5 separate regions of the Mus musculus genome follow, and regions 2, 3, 4 and 5 are each linked to region 1. A link is a contact called in public promoter capture Hi-C data. All regions are on one chromosome and are shown on one strand. The core of a region is the stretch at or near the end of the contact, and the rest is flanking DNA. Distances in the headings are between cores, read along the strand shown.

Region 1 (2,700 bases), core at 108-2,607:
AAAAGTATCTGGAAAAGAAAAAAAAAAAAAAAAAGACTGTTAAGATACTGCATAGTTCCAGTCGTCGGTCCCTTCTGTCACACATGAGGGGCAGGCAAATTCTACACTGCCAAGTACCTGAAAGTACAGGGACCTGCTCCCACTTGGGGTTAAGTGCCAATCTCCTGGGGCTCTGCGGTTGGCCCACCGCCAAGAAGAACATGTGCTCACCTGCCGTTGCTGCAGTTGCTGCTGTTGCTCCATCTGCAACTTTTCTGTCTCAAAGACAACGGGAAGAACCAGGATCATGAAGGAAGTGGTCCCAATCCACAAAGCTGCCCTGGAAAATCTGCAGAGGGAAAGAGTGGATGAGGCGTCATGAAAAGGAAAGCCGGCACTCCGGCTAGGACCGAACCTGGAACAGGACGTGCAGTACCGCCCTCGATCTTCTAAAAGCGTACCCTACCAATTCCTTGCCCCCAGAGTCCTGGCAGAGGCAAGAGGAGCAGTAATTACCTAGCGATACAGTGCATTCTTATAAGCCTCGTATATACGTAACCTTAGTCTCATAACGACCCCGCCAGGTTAAGAACTCCCTTCTGGGGCTGGTGAGATGGCTCAGTGGGTTAGAGCACCCGACTGCTCTTCCGAAGGTGCAGAGTTCAAATCCCAGCAACCACATGGTGGCTCACAACCATCCGTAACAAGATCTGACCCCCTCTTCTGGAGTGTCTGAAGACAGCTACAATGTACTTACATATAATAAATAAATAAATAAATCTTTAAAAAAAAAAAAAGAACTCCCTTCTGCAGAAGACCAACCACACTCGGGGTATGACAATGAATCCAAGGTCACTCAAACTCTGCTCTGCGACTCCCGAGGCCCGCTGTCCTTTGACAGCACCCGTCACCCGTCCATGCCCGCTCCCGGTGGCTCTCCGTCGGCCCTTTTACCTGTACATCTTCTGAGCCACGAAGAGCGAGAGGTCAAAGGTGGCTCCGGCGGCTGACCGGACCCTCTCGGGAAACATCTCCGTCAGACCCCAGAGTCTCTCCGACAGGGTCTCGTCTAGCTGTGGTGGAGGAGGCGTGGGTCGTCGGTGAAGCGGCAGCAGCACCGCAACCGCCGAGCCCCGGGCCTGGCCCTTCCGTGCCGCGCGGAGAAGCCGCCCTCTCGGCTCGCGGCGTCCACGCCCCAACCGCCCGCCCTCGCCCCGCTCCCCGCCAGCCCTAGCACCTCGTCGTCGTCGTCTTCTTCCAGCTCCTCCTCGGCTTTCTCTGCCTCGGCTTTCGGGAGTAATTCCTCGGGGGACAGAGGCTCCCCAGCGCCGGCTGCAGCGACGGCGGCGGCCATGGCTGTAGGACACCGGAAGCGGAAGAGAGCAGGCGAAGCGGCCCACCCCTGGACAGAGCGTCTTCCGGAAGCGAGCCGGGCTGGCTAGAGAGAAAGCGTTGGCGTCTCCTCCAGCTCGCCCCCTTGGTGTCGCCAGCCTCTTAATTTCAACTGACTGTAAGAGTATGTTCAGGGAGAGATGCGGGTGCTTCTCAGCTATTCTGTGCCGTTGGGTCTGGGCTTGGCTCCGAAACTGCATATTTTAGAGAGATCTGGTTTTTGTTTATTTAATTTTTTTTTTTTTTTTTTTTTGGTTTTTCGAGACAGGGTTTCTCTGTGTAGCCCTGGCTGTCCTGGAACTCACTCTGTAGACCAGGCTGGCCTTGAACTCAGAAATCCGACTGCCTCTGCCTCCCGAGTGCTGGGATTAAAGGCCTGCGCCACCACGCCCGGCTTAATTTTTGAGACCAGGTTTCTCTGTATAGCCCTGGGCTGTCCTGGAACTCTCTGTAGACTCAGAGATCCACTTGCTACTGCCTCCCGAGTACGGGGATTAAAGGCGTGCACCACCACAAGTGAGCAATATGTGTACTTATGGAGGTCAGAGGACACTTGCAGTTGATCCTCTCTGTAACAGGGCCCCAGACCTTAGCACAACTGACTCCGTGTTTTTTGTTGTGTGTGTGTATGTGCGAGTGTGTGCTTAAAAGCTCACTCTGAGAAAGGCTTGCTAGGCTATACTGAGATCCTAAACACTGGCTAATAAAGATTTTCTATGGCTTAAAGCCCATGTCTACTCGGTCTTCTCTGGTGAATATTCACAACACTTTTCTTCCACCACGTGGGGCCTGGGGATCAAATTCACACTCAGCAGCAAGCATTTTTTTGGGTTTTTTTTTCAAGACAGGGTTTCTCTGTGTAGCCCTGGCTGTCCTTTGTAGACCAGACTGGCCTCAAACTCAGAAATCTGCCTGCCGCTGCCTCCCGAGTGCTAGGATTAAAGGCGTGGGCCACCACACCCTGCAGCAGCAAGCATCTTTAAACCACTTATTCATTTCATTCCCCCCCACCCCTGGGCCCACACACACATTAAAAGCACGGTTTCATGTAGCCCAGGCTAGCCTTGAACTCATTTTGTGGATGACCTTGAGTTTCTGATCCTCCTGCCTCCACCTCGAACTAAGGCCACAGGTGTGTCACCACACAGGAATCAAAACCAGGCCTTTATTCTACCAACTGAGCCACAAACATGATCTATTATTATTACTTTTTTTTTTTTTAAGTTCCAGGCTTGGCTGTCCTGGAACTCTCTATGAAAACATTCAACGCACAGAAATTCACCTGCCTCTCCCTCCAAAGTGCTGGGATTAAACTCATGCAACATCGTG
Region 2 (2,700 bases), core at 44-2,543, 1.0 Mb before region 1:
CTGGAAACTACCCAAGTACCCAAGGGCACAGAGGAAAAGATTAGTCTTTCACCTACCCCACAGCCAGCTGTCCAACTGGTATTCTAACCAGGCTCCTTGGAAACATCTCTCAACACCCAAGCAGAGCAGATGGGCAAAGTAGGAGCCTCTTCCTGAGCTTGGTCCAGTGCTTTGTGGGAGCACCCAACACTGGGCCAAGCCACTGCTAGAGCTTAAAATAGCGTTCCTCATTCATTTGAGCCTGCTTGGGCTCTAGTGCCAAGCCCAGGAGAGGATGATAATGGGAAAGTCGGGTTGTTTGGGGGAGAAAGGCTCCTAAGAAAAGCTCATCTGGCCCAGAGGGGAAGGGAGGCTATTACCAACTTCATGCGATTGTGAAGATCAAATAGGGAAACGGCCGAGGATACGCCTTGTAAATAAATCCCTGGTGATAGTTCATGATCAAGCCCTTTGAGTGGCTAGTTTAGCACAGGGCCTCACAACTGTCACACTGCCCAAGGAAGATGGATGGTGACAGAGGTATACCAACACAAGGCTAGCGCACCTAGACACTGTAGTAAGAAAAACCAGTGCTTTGCCACGAACTTACACATCCATCTTTCAAAAGGTCTCATCACAGCTGCACAAGGTGAGCGCCAGCGGGGGTCCATTTCCCAGAGGATGGTGAGAGTGGCCCGCAAGTGAGACCAGGCAGGGGAGTGTGTGTGTGTGTGGGGGGTCCCTCTGGTGCAGGACTGGGGCCCGAGGCCTACCTTCTGGGCCTGCTGGATCATCTGCCTGACCACCTGCTTCAGGTGCGGTGCCTTCTCTTCTTTGGGCGGGTGGGTGAAGAGCGTGACTCGGCTCACACCGCGGTAGAAGTTGGTGTCTGTCCACCCCAGGTCCAGTGGGGGCACTTCGGTGTCCGAGCGGTCTGGCCAGTAGGCCAGGGACTCAGTGGGCTGGGCCGGGACCTTGGCCTTGGCCTTAGCCTTGGCACGGGTGCTGGAGACTGCCTCCTCGTAGGGGCTCCAGGCGGCGCAGAGGGCCTGGCGCTCCTGGCTGGAGAGGAAGTCCCGCAGCCGCTCCTTCTTGACCAGTTCGCGGTAGGCCTGCTCGCCTCCACCCAGCAGCGCCTCCAGCGCGGCCCGCCGCCTCTCGCAGTAGTAGAAAGCTGCATGTGCCTCGGTCACCCTCTCGTTCACGTGCGCCTCGTCCAGGCAGCTCAGTTGGGACTCGGCCATGGCGCCCCAGCCCTGTCCCGGGGCCCCAGGCTCGGACCCTGCTGTCCCCACCGCCGCACCTGGAGCGCTCGAGGGGCGGGGCGCCTCACCTGGCCGCGAGGTCCGCCTCGGCCCGCCCAGCGATCGCCAGTCGGCCAATCGGCGCGGGCCCCGGTGCGGGCGCGGCCGTCGGGCGGAGAGGGACCGCCGCCTCTGCAGGGCTTGCGGGGACCTCACGGGCGGCTCAGCCGACGCCCTGCGTCTCTGGCCTACTTAGCCCGGCTGGGGTGCAGAGTGTCGGCGTGGAAGTGAAAGCCCGGCTGTGGTCAGAGGCACGTGCGGCCTTTGAGTCACGCCCGCCTCCCAGCTGCGACCCATCAGTGCAGGGAAGGTCGGCGACCTGACCCCTTTACGCCTCCAGCACCCTCGGGACTCAGCCCCGCGGGTACAGCCTCATCTTCCCGCAGGCAGGGCCCAGAGCACGTGTTCTAGTCCGGACGCCTGCGGAATTTAGTAGCATCCTGACCCACTCCGGCCTTCAGGGTCCAAGTGTGTGTGCTGTTGGGCTAGATCGTCGGACTGTGTAGGGGGCAGTCTGTGTGGGAAAGCAAAGATGCTAATGAAATCCCTAGTTCTCCCGCCCACGCGTCCCAGTTCTGAGATCAGAGGCCTCCAGGGGCTGTCAATTCAACACCAACACCGTCACTACAAAATTTTTTTCTCCTAAAAGAATCACCCAAATAGCAAAGATGTAAGCAGGAGGCAGTGGATTTGCCCCTCATTTTAATTTGAAGTGGTGTGTGCGTGTGTTTGGGCCTGATAGGCTGCCAGAGGCCTGATTACTATATTAGCGATTCAAAATACATGTTTGAGCCCAAGGAAGGAAGCTGAGCACAGACACGCGCGTGCACACCACCACCATCACCACCAGAGGATCTGCTGTTTCCCATTGGATTAAATACAATCTTCTTAGTCATTAACATATTATTTTGTTCGTGTGCTGCTGTACAATTTTGATTCTCCACATTCAAAATATTTTCAGATCATAGCAACCAAAGGTTCACATTTCTCTCATTTTGTAGCACAGCGACTTGGAGCTGGAAGGAGCTTTAGAAATGAGTCCAACCCCCTCATTTCACAAACGAGGAAATTGAGGCCTAGAAATAAATGCTTTTCTATATCTCCCGAGAAAGGAGCGGCTAAGCAAAGGAACTGCTATGCTCTCTGCGGTGAGGGAGGTCCTTTCCCAACATGTGGCCTCCTTTGCTTGTTCTTATAAAGAAACAGAGGTTATTGGGGTTATTAGGGGTGTGTATGAAGGAGTCAATAGGCATCTCTCTCTCTCTCTCTCTCCCTCTCTCTCTCTCCTTCCTTCTATCTCTCTCTCACTCCTTCCTTCTCTCTCTCTCTCTCACTCCTTCTCTCTCACTCCTTCCTTCTCTCTCTCTCTCTCTCTCTCTCTCTCACTCCTTCCTTCTCTCTCTCTCTCTCTCTCTCT
Region 3 (2,700 bases), core at 99-2,598, 1.8 Mb before region 1:
CTTAAAAGAGCACTGCAAGCAAAGTAGAATCCACTGCGATTTTCTTTTCCTCTTACCAAGTAAACTGATGTTCTCAACGTTCATATATCCAAACAATTACTTTGTTAGCTCCAGTAAGTCGACCTAAGACTTCTTATGTTAGACAAGGCACCCTTTTCAAGGACTACTTTGGTTTGACTTTCCAAATTCAAGCATAAGAGTTTAGTAAATTCTACATTACATTTTTATTTTTCATAATGGCTGCAGGCTGTAACTGAGCAGCAGTGGCCACAATGAGATGACACAAAAAGGGGGTGGGGTGAGGGATATTCTCAGCGACACGTTCCAAAAATAATCCATAAAAAGAAAACACCTTGCCCTCTTCAAGATCTTCATTTTTAACAGATCTGTGTAATCTTAGGTAGGAATCAACACTTTTAAAGGACTAGCAAACTATGAAGGGGAACGGCATACAAAAGGACGTTTCATATTTTTGTTTTTCTGTTCTCAGGTCATTAGCAATTAGTACTCCACCTTCTTAAATGGCACAAGTTCTGGGCTTGCTTTTAAAACAAAGCCCACCAGGCTTTTAAATTATCATTTTGTGTTAGAAGTGTACAGGGACATCAGAGAACCACTGGAGTGGCAGATGCTATGTGACAACTAGTAGCCATCTCGTTAGAACCAAGCTTTACACTTGACTGTGGGTTTAGAGGCCAATGGAGGCCGCCATACAATCGAGGGCCCACGCCAGGTCCCTCGGAGTCAATAGATTCTAGGATCCAGGAAGGGGCGGAGCAAGAACACCGGCAGAGCCCCTCTGCGCTGTCATCTCACGTTCCCGGGGTTCTCCGCACGGCCCCATCCTCCACCCGCCGCAGTCTCTTCACGAGTCTGCATCCCACCCACCCCACCCTGTCCTTCCCCCACCTCTCAGTCACTTCAGTGACAGCTCAAGCGCTTGGCTCCCGCATCGAAGTCAACCTCGCGTATTTCAGTAAGCAGCTCTGCGATTGGCCCCACAGCTTCCCCAGCAAGACTAATAGGGCCCCAGACACTGGGCCACCAGCATGCCGATCAACCCTAGGCCCGCCCCCCGGCTTCCGTTCTTGGTGCCCGGTCCCAGGAACGCCCTGAAATGAAGCCCTTTCCCCCGCGCCTAGCTCTTCCTCGGGCCTGCCAGCCATATCCGCGCCTCCCTAGCTTCCTTGAGGAAGGCGCTGGCGAGCCCAACCTTTTTAACTTCAAAGCGCTTCTTGCCCGCGCCGCTGTTGGTGCCGCTGGGGGTATCCACATCCATCGCCGCCGCCATTTTGGAAACACACAGTCTGTCGTGTGACCACTGCGCCTGCGCACCGGCTCACTTTCCGCCGCCTGCCCCGCACACCAGGCGCCTCCTCCCGCACCCCTCCCCTCATTGGCGCGAGCGTGGAGAAGGGGCGGAGCCTGCGGTCACGCCCCTTAAAGGCGCAGGCGGAGGTTTCCCGCCCCCCTCCTCCCCATCTCTCTCAGCTGGGGAGGAGGCTGGAGTGATTGAGGCGGGGCCGGGCGGGGCCGGGCGGGGCCGAGAGAAGGGAGCCAACCGGTGGGAACGTCCGTGAGGTCTCGATGCTTCTCGCATTCTGGGAAGCCCTGTGGTCTGACTCCTTCATTTGGGGCGGCGGCTGCTTCCTTCTTCTGCCCCAGGACTTAAGCCCTGGTCCAGATCCACAGAGCTGCCCCCGAGTCCGTGGTTGCAAAGGGCATGGGCTGGTCTTTGGAAACCCGAAACTCCAAACCGGCCTTCTGCTGACCGTGGTCGGCTTCGGAGCCAGGCGGTGTCTCTCTGGAGGCCTGTGGCCCGGCTTACCAAGGCCTGGTCACCGTCTGCGTTATCAATTTCAGATTGGGAAATTATTTGATAGGGAGAGAAGAGGCCCAGGAGCAAACAGAGCAGGCATTCTGCAACTTTGCCTTTATCTTCTCACAGGAAAGGTGATGGGGATGCCATAGTAAATCCCATAACCAGCCAGTTCTAAATGGTCCTCCTTTCTCCTCATTTCCTATCGAGTTTTGCTACTGTGCTACGATTAAATTAGTACATTTGTAGTGGCTGAACTTGAGTTCTGGTGAGGCATTCTGATTTTCTTACCGGTCATTACCATCGAGCTACAGAACACATACGTTTTGTAAGCTTCCATGATTAGTCCAGCCCTCCGCTGTTTTGTCTCCTAAATTTGCGGAGTTATGACTAGAATACATCACCCTTGAATTTCCTGTGTGTTCTAGTTCCCTCAACAGTACAACAAAAAGGGTTTTACCGGAAATGTGCCCCTCCCCCCCCCCAGAAAGGGTTTTTCTCTGTGTAGCCCTGGCTGTCCTGGAACTCAGGACTGGACCTAGGCCGGCTTCGAACTCAGAAATCTGCCTGCTTCTGCTTCCCAAGTGCTGGGATTAAAGGCATGCGCCACCACTGCCTGTCCTGAAATGTTCTGTTAAAAGAAATACTTGCTGGTGTGTAATGCGGTGTGTCATTGATGCACTTGCTAAGCAGGGCAATACATCCTGAATACCACCACAGTTTTAACTTGCACAGAGACTTGTGAGAGCCCTGCAAGGTGTGTGTGTGTCTGCCCAAGTTCTACCTCCCACACTAAATCTGTCATTGGTCTATGTGTCTACAGACCCCCTAAGGGATGCTAGAAACCCATAGTTAATTAAGATACTGAGGACATATTTATC
Region 4 (2,700 bases), core at 156-2,655, 1.0 Mb before region 1:
ATTCTGGATACTGGTTATCCAGTATATGCCTACCTGTAGAGACTACTACTACACTGATATCCCTCCCACTTACTACATCGATACTCATGCTATACAAGTGTCTCCATGCTCTGCTCTTTAAGGAGCGTTCAAAACCCACGGCGAACACATAGTTTTAAAGTCAAGAACTGAAATCTCCCACAAGCGAAGAGAAACATTTCACAAAAGGCTAGGATGTGTGATTTTTGTACAGCTTACTGCTATGTTTAACTGTGAAGGAGGTACAAATGATGTTTTTATTCACGGAGTCTTGGTTGGTACTCTTTATTCAGAATCCAAGCAGCCCAAAGACACAGGAGAAAGCTTGAAGCTCAAAGTCTCAGACGGGTGACCTGCGTCCAAGACTAAGGATGGATGAGACGGCTGCTGTTCTTGGGTGTCGTGATAGCCACTGTAGTGAATTTCACTGGACCAGATATTTATTTAGCCATCATGGACTAACAAATCCGTTAGTTTGGAATTAAAGGGCACCTTACCAGCATTAGGTAGCAAACCCTTCCCAAGGCTCTTTCCAAATCTGTCATCCCTCCGCCCCTCGCCCCTCGTCTGTTTCCTCATCCAAAGTGAGCATCGCCTCGCCACAGCACCCCACCCCCGACCGCACGCAGCTCTCGCGGGATGCCCGTGGAACCTCGCTATCGGGGTCCAGCACATAAGCCTGCACGCCCGCCGCGCGGGGACACCGGATGCTCGCGCCCCACCGCCTGGCATTTGCAGCTCAGAGGGCCCTAGGCGACACGAAGCGCTCGGACAGCCACCGGCCCACCCGGAAGCCCTTTCCTCCGCTCACACCTGCAGGCGCGTGACGCCGGTCTGTCCCGGCCCCAATACTTGGGGACACCAAGGCCCTCGCGACCGACGTGACCGCGCGTCCCTCACACACCCCTCCCCCGCCTCACGTCTGCACATTGCGATCCCACAGCGCGCCCCGGGCAAGCGCCCCGGCCCGCCGCGGCCCACTCGGGTCGCGCGCGCTCTCTCCACCCGCCCCCCCCAACCCGCCCCTCCCGCCCGGCTCGCTCCCGTCGCGCGCGCGCGCGCGCGAGGACACGCACACGCTGCACCTCAGCGGGCCGTGCCGCGCGCCCCCGAGGGCGTCCTCAGTCGCCCACCCTGGGTCGCCCCGCTCCGCTCCGCCTGGCGGCTCCCGAGAAAGGAGCAGGCCCGCGCGGCCCACGATCCTCACTCACCGCTGAGCCGCGCCGGCTCCGAGTGCGCGGCGTTCCGCTGTGGAGCCCAGCGGTGACCGCGGTCTCCGCTCCTCCGCAAGCTGTGGAGGCGTCGTCGCGGGGAGGCTGAGAGGCGAGGGGGGTCACGGTCGCTCGCTTCACCTTGCCGAAGCTCGGGGACCCCAGAAACTAAAAACAAAATAAACAAACTTTCCCCTCCGCCTCCCTCCCCCAAAACCACAACACAAACACTCTGGCGCCCGCCCACAGCCCCACTCCATTGGCCGCAGGCAGGATGCCTCTAGCTTTCACTGGTTAGCTTTCGTGCCCGTCAAGCCGCTGGTCCTCCTCCCTTAAGTCCTCGCCGCTGCCGTCTCCCCTCATTGGCTAAGTGCTTCCCGTTTGCCGAGCTGGGATTGGCTGAGCGGCCTGCGCCAATCATGAGGGGACACACCCCCTCAGCATCCCAGAGGCCGCTTCCTCGGTCGCGGACCCAGAGAGACGAAGGGGAAACTAGAGCATGATGGCGGCCGAGATCACCTAGCGCAGTCATCTCTTCCCCCTTTTTTAGCTCACTAATGCCTCTCTCAGGGGCTGTTTCCCCCAAGCTCCTTTCACCATTCGAGACTGCACTAATAACGGAATCTATACGTGCAGGCTCCTTGATTTATCCCCTCCGAATTGCTGAGTGTGGGTTGGTTGTGCGTCATTGGACTGTCAGGGTGTCGCTCCCAAGTCACATCCTTAAGCTATTGGTGGATCAGCCAGAAAGCGGCCAACAACAAGGGCCCATGCCATTGGTTTGATTCCACTGTTTCCCCCACCCCCCTACCCCGGCCTCTTATTGGGCACTTCCGTGTTGTCCGTCAGATCCGGATTCTCCACACTACGTTTTGGCTGAGGAGCGGGGCATCTTTAGTCATTGAAAGTTGACAGTGATAACTACTATCATTTATTGTATTTTATTCCAAATACGGTCCCCAATTCTTTACAGAAACTATTCTGATTAAACAGTAATTTTACAGGAAGCAAAGCCAAAAGAGGTTAAGAGACTTATCCAAGGTCACCCATTTAGAAAGAAGTTTTGGGACATAAGGTGGTTTCTAGGCCTGTCTGACTCGTTTCTATACATGCCTTAGTATCTCTGAATAGTATCCGTCCGTCAACCCAGTATCTTAAAACTGTTTCCTTCAGAACCTAAATTACTCAGTTTCTGGCAATTAGAAACCTTGTCATTAACATTATTGGAGACTAACTTTAGAAAGATTGTCATCATATCCTCCTAGGCACCATTCTTCCCTGTTCTAAGTTAAACAGTATATTTTTCCTGACAAGAAGCACGTATAAAATCTATATTCTGTTTCTTTGTCTTTGTAAATGGTCATTTTTTTACCATACTTATGTGCCCAAGCAACACTCATACACACCTCTGACCATCTTTAGCTTGTTCCTTTGAAAGAATAAAGAATTCGAAATTAGGAGAAATTAAGTC
Region 5 (2,700 bases), core at 23-2,522, 1.7 Mb before region 1:
TGCTGAACTTACTTTTCCTCAGAAACAAACTATAATATATTTACTAGATTTTTTTAATGTGTTTTAGTCCTAAAGCTGGATCAAGTCAGGATTTACACGAAGCTACAAGAAAGTCAACGATCCGAAACAAAAAGCTGGTTCTAGTCTAGTCACAGTCTGTGGCCTGCCACATTTTCATTCATTTCCGTTAAAGGCACATCTTAACTACCAGGATTACAGAATAGGCTCCGTGCAATGGTGCAGTTTTAAATAGCGAATCCAAGTATCACATGCAAATATCAAGATCAATTTTAATGTCAAATACCCTATTTTCTGGTTCAGATTTTGCACACCTCGTCTGAAGTATAATCCAACATTAGGTCTCCTTACAAAGTAGGTGACTCACTCTCCAGTATAAAATTTTATGTTAGGTTAATTGCTCACCATATTGTACACGGAGGGTTCACATTCTCCGTGCTCTATCACCTTGACTGTTTATGTAAGACTTAGGCACGTCCCTCGCTTAGTTCTTTACAAACTGAATTGCACAAAGCATTTGTTTCTAGACGTGTTTCTTCTCTCTCTTTCTCTCTCTCTCTCTCTCTCTCTCTCTCTTTTCGAGACAGGGTTTCTCTGTATAGTCCTGGCTGTCCTGGAACTCACTCTGTATTTGGATCAGGCTGGCCTCGAACTCAGAAATCCGCCTGCCTCTGCCTCCCAAGTGCTGGGATTAAAGGCGTGCGCCACCACAGCCCGGCTCTATCTTTTGAGCTAGCTCTCCGATGAAACCTATGAAAAGGCGAAAGATTTACCCTGACCTAACACACACACACACGCTACTTGACATTAAACAATTTAGTCAAGTGTGATGATAAAAGCTACCAATTTAGAATTCGAGTAACTTTGAAGACAATCCCTTGGAGTTCCCTCCTCTTCAGTCACTCCAGCTTTCCCAGAATAACAGAACCTAAAGCCCACTCTTTCCCAGAGCAATCGATCAAAAGAAAAATCCGTGGGTGGTGAGGGGGGATCAGGTGCCGATTGGTGAAGAACCACGGATCATCAACTTGTAGCTCTTTGGGCTGCTTTAGGCTTTCTCCAAAGGAAGAACCTGAAGGGGACGCCGGCAGGAAAGACTCTAACCTGAGAGGCCGCGGAGCCTTGCTAGAACGGGAGCCAGCTTGGGGGTTGAGAGCAGAGACGGCATGGCCTGTAACCACTGGTCAGGAAAAGTACAAACTCTGGGGAAAGCCACTAGCACAGCCGCGTCGCCAGGAAACCAGTCAACTGCTCGGCCCCTTCCGGCAGGCGCGGCTCGCGGGCTTTCTTCCCGGGGCGGCGCAGAGCAGTGACGTCACTCGGCTAGGTTTTGGGCGCGCCGGCCCCACGGGCATTTATTTATTTTCCCCCCTCCTCCATGCGGCGTCTCGTTCTGCTTAATGCCCATCTTCACAGAAGAAATATCTTATTCCAAATGTCTCCCTATGTCCCGCTTGAAAGCGCACAGACACAAGGTCCTTCATCCATCCCGGGGAATTAGGTCAGAGGAAAGAATCCGAGTGAGACTGTTCGCCGATCGAAGCAGGCATTGTCACGGGCAGCTACACTTCTAGAAGGTTCTAGGCGGAGCACAGGTCCAGAGGTAGGAGTGGGAATGAGCGAGCGAAGGCCCGGGGTCACGAGGCCGTTGGGGGGGAGGAGCCAGCGGCCGGGGAGGTTCTAGTCTGTTCTGCCTCGCGGCAGCCGCCCCCTTCCACTTGGTCACGTTGAGCCGCTCCCGGGCCTGGCATCGTGCCTCCGCAGCCGCCCACCGCCTTCAGCTTCCAGCCTCCCACCATGGATCCCCGCAAAGTGAGCGAGCTTCGGGCCTTCGTGAAGATGTGTAGGCAGGACCCGAGCGTCCTGCACACCGAGGAAATGCGCTTCCTGAGGGAGTGGGTGGAGAGGTGAGAGCCCTGGGCCCCGTGGACCGTTGGGGACGGAAAGTTGGGGGTTGGGGAGTGGGCCCCGAGCTGGCGTAGGGAGGAGGGGAGCGGTTCTAGGCCCCTTCGTGGCTCTTAGTGGCTTCGAGAGGTTCTCGGAGGGATCTGGAGCGTTGGGCAACTTAGGGGTGGAAAAGCAGAGGTTAGAGTTGGTTCCCCCCCACCCCCCGCAGTTAAGTCTTTATGGGGGTGTGTTTGGGTTGTGAATATTTGAGCAGTGGAAATAATGCGCGAACGAAGACAAAGCTTTTACTAAGGGATTGTTTTTCTTGAACCTGGCGTCTTGTTTAAGTCGCATTGACCCATGTGTCGTTTAAAATATTAATAGTGGTAACTTATTTATTCTATAACTTCAGTTATCTGTACTTGGCCTTACAACGATTTTAATTGCATGGAATTTTGTTGGGAATTATTTATACCCACGTTAGTTGTAGCGCTGTCACTTCAGCTACTTTAGGAATTTTTTTTTTTCCTTCAAAGACCAGTGTGCTTGCAGGACTAACTGGAGAGTATTTCGCCTGCGTACTATGATTGTTGTGCCAGCTGCTGGGAAACAGTATTACTGGGGAATTGGTTTCTCCTTTTTGTTGTTTTAGTCTCGTTGATAAAAGATTTTAAAGACAGAATTAGAAGAAAGCTTAGGCACCATTAGAATTTGAGGGTGAAAAACGCAACAGTACAAACAAACTAAATCTCTACAGCTGCCAAGGGGAGGGAGGATGTTAAGTCATGCTTTCTG

What was found. Promoter capture Hi-C pulls out the DNA fragments that hold promoters and counts their contacts. Capture Hi-C pulls out chosen DNA fragments and counts their contacts.
Region 2: a contact with region 1 is called in a promoter capture Hi-C map of liver, with 2.7 times the contacts expected there. The contact joins the promoter of Fam83f here to the promoter of Tomm22 in region 1. A contact is called at or near these places in 2 of 39 promoter capture datasets (both in liver).
Region 3: a contact with region 1 is called in a promoter capture Hi-C map of liver, with 2.7 times the contacts expected there. The contact joins the promoter of Rbx1 here to the promoter of Tomm22 in region 1. A contact is called at or near these places in 2 of 39 promoter capture datasets (liver and pre-B cells) and 1 of 115 datasets of contacts at active chromatin or transcription factors (astrocytes).
Region 4: a promoter capture Hi-C map of liver shows a contact between it and region 1, with 4 times the contacts expected there. The contact joins the promoter of Tnrc6b here to the promoter of Tomm22 in region 1. A contact is called at or near these places in 6 of 39 promoter capture datasets (the 3T3-L1 cell line, 3T3-L1-derived adipocytes, hippocampal neurons and 2 more) and 2 of 115 datasets of contacts at active chromatin or transcription factors (large pre-B cells and pancreatic cancer cells).
Region 5: a promoter capture Hi-C map of adipose tissue shows a contact between it and region 1, with 4 times the contacts expected there. The contact joins the promoter of Xpnpep3 here to the promoter of Tomm22 in region 1. A contact is called at or near these places in 5 of 39 promoter capture datasets (erythroid cells, hippocampal neurons, liver and 1 more), 3 of 115 datasets of contacts at active chromatin or transcription factors (astrocytes, pancreatic cancer cells and thymic regulatory T cells) and 2 of 9 other capture datasets (adipose tissue and liver).

Annotation. Positions count from the first base shown.
Region 1 is chr15:79,669,525-79,672,224 of GRCm38.p6, reverse strand. Tomm22 (translocase of outer mitochondrial membrane 22) reads right to left here and starts at 1,357. Exons shown (of 4, transcript NM_172609.3): 1 at 1,217-1,357; 2 at 934-1,052; 3 at 211-328; 4 at 1-8. The coding sequence starts at 1,333.
Region 2 is chr15:80,670,440-80,673,139 of GRCm38.p6, reverse strand. Fam83f (family with sequence similarity 83, member F) reads right to left here and starts at 1,293. Exons shown (of 5, transcript NM_145986.2): 1 at 753-1,293. The coding sequence starts at 1,223.
Region 3 is chr15:81,464,964-81,467,663 of GRCm38.p6, reverse strand. It overlaps Rbx1 (ring-box 1), which reads right to left and starts at 1,348. Exons shown (of 5, transcript NM_019712.3): 1 at 1,214-1,348. The coding sequence starts at 1,291.
Region 4 is chr15:80,710,018-80,712,717 of GRCm38.p6, reverse strand. Tnrc6b (trinucleotide repeat containing 6b) reads right to left here and starts at 1,405. Exons shown (of 25, transcript NM_144812.3): 1 at 1,230-1,405.
Region 5 is chr15:81,398,710-81,401,409 of GRCm38.p6, reverse strand. It overlaps Xpnpep3 (X-prolyl aminopeptidase 3, mitochondrial), which reads right to left and starts at 1,272. Exons shown (of 10, transcript NM_001347075.1): 1 at 1,123-1,272. The coding sequence starts at 1,186. It overlaps St13 (suppression of tumorigenicity 13), which reads left to right and starts at 1,716. Exons shown (of 12, transcript NM_133726.2): 1 at 1,716-1,925. The coding sequence starts at 1,816.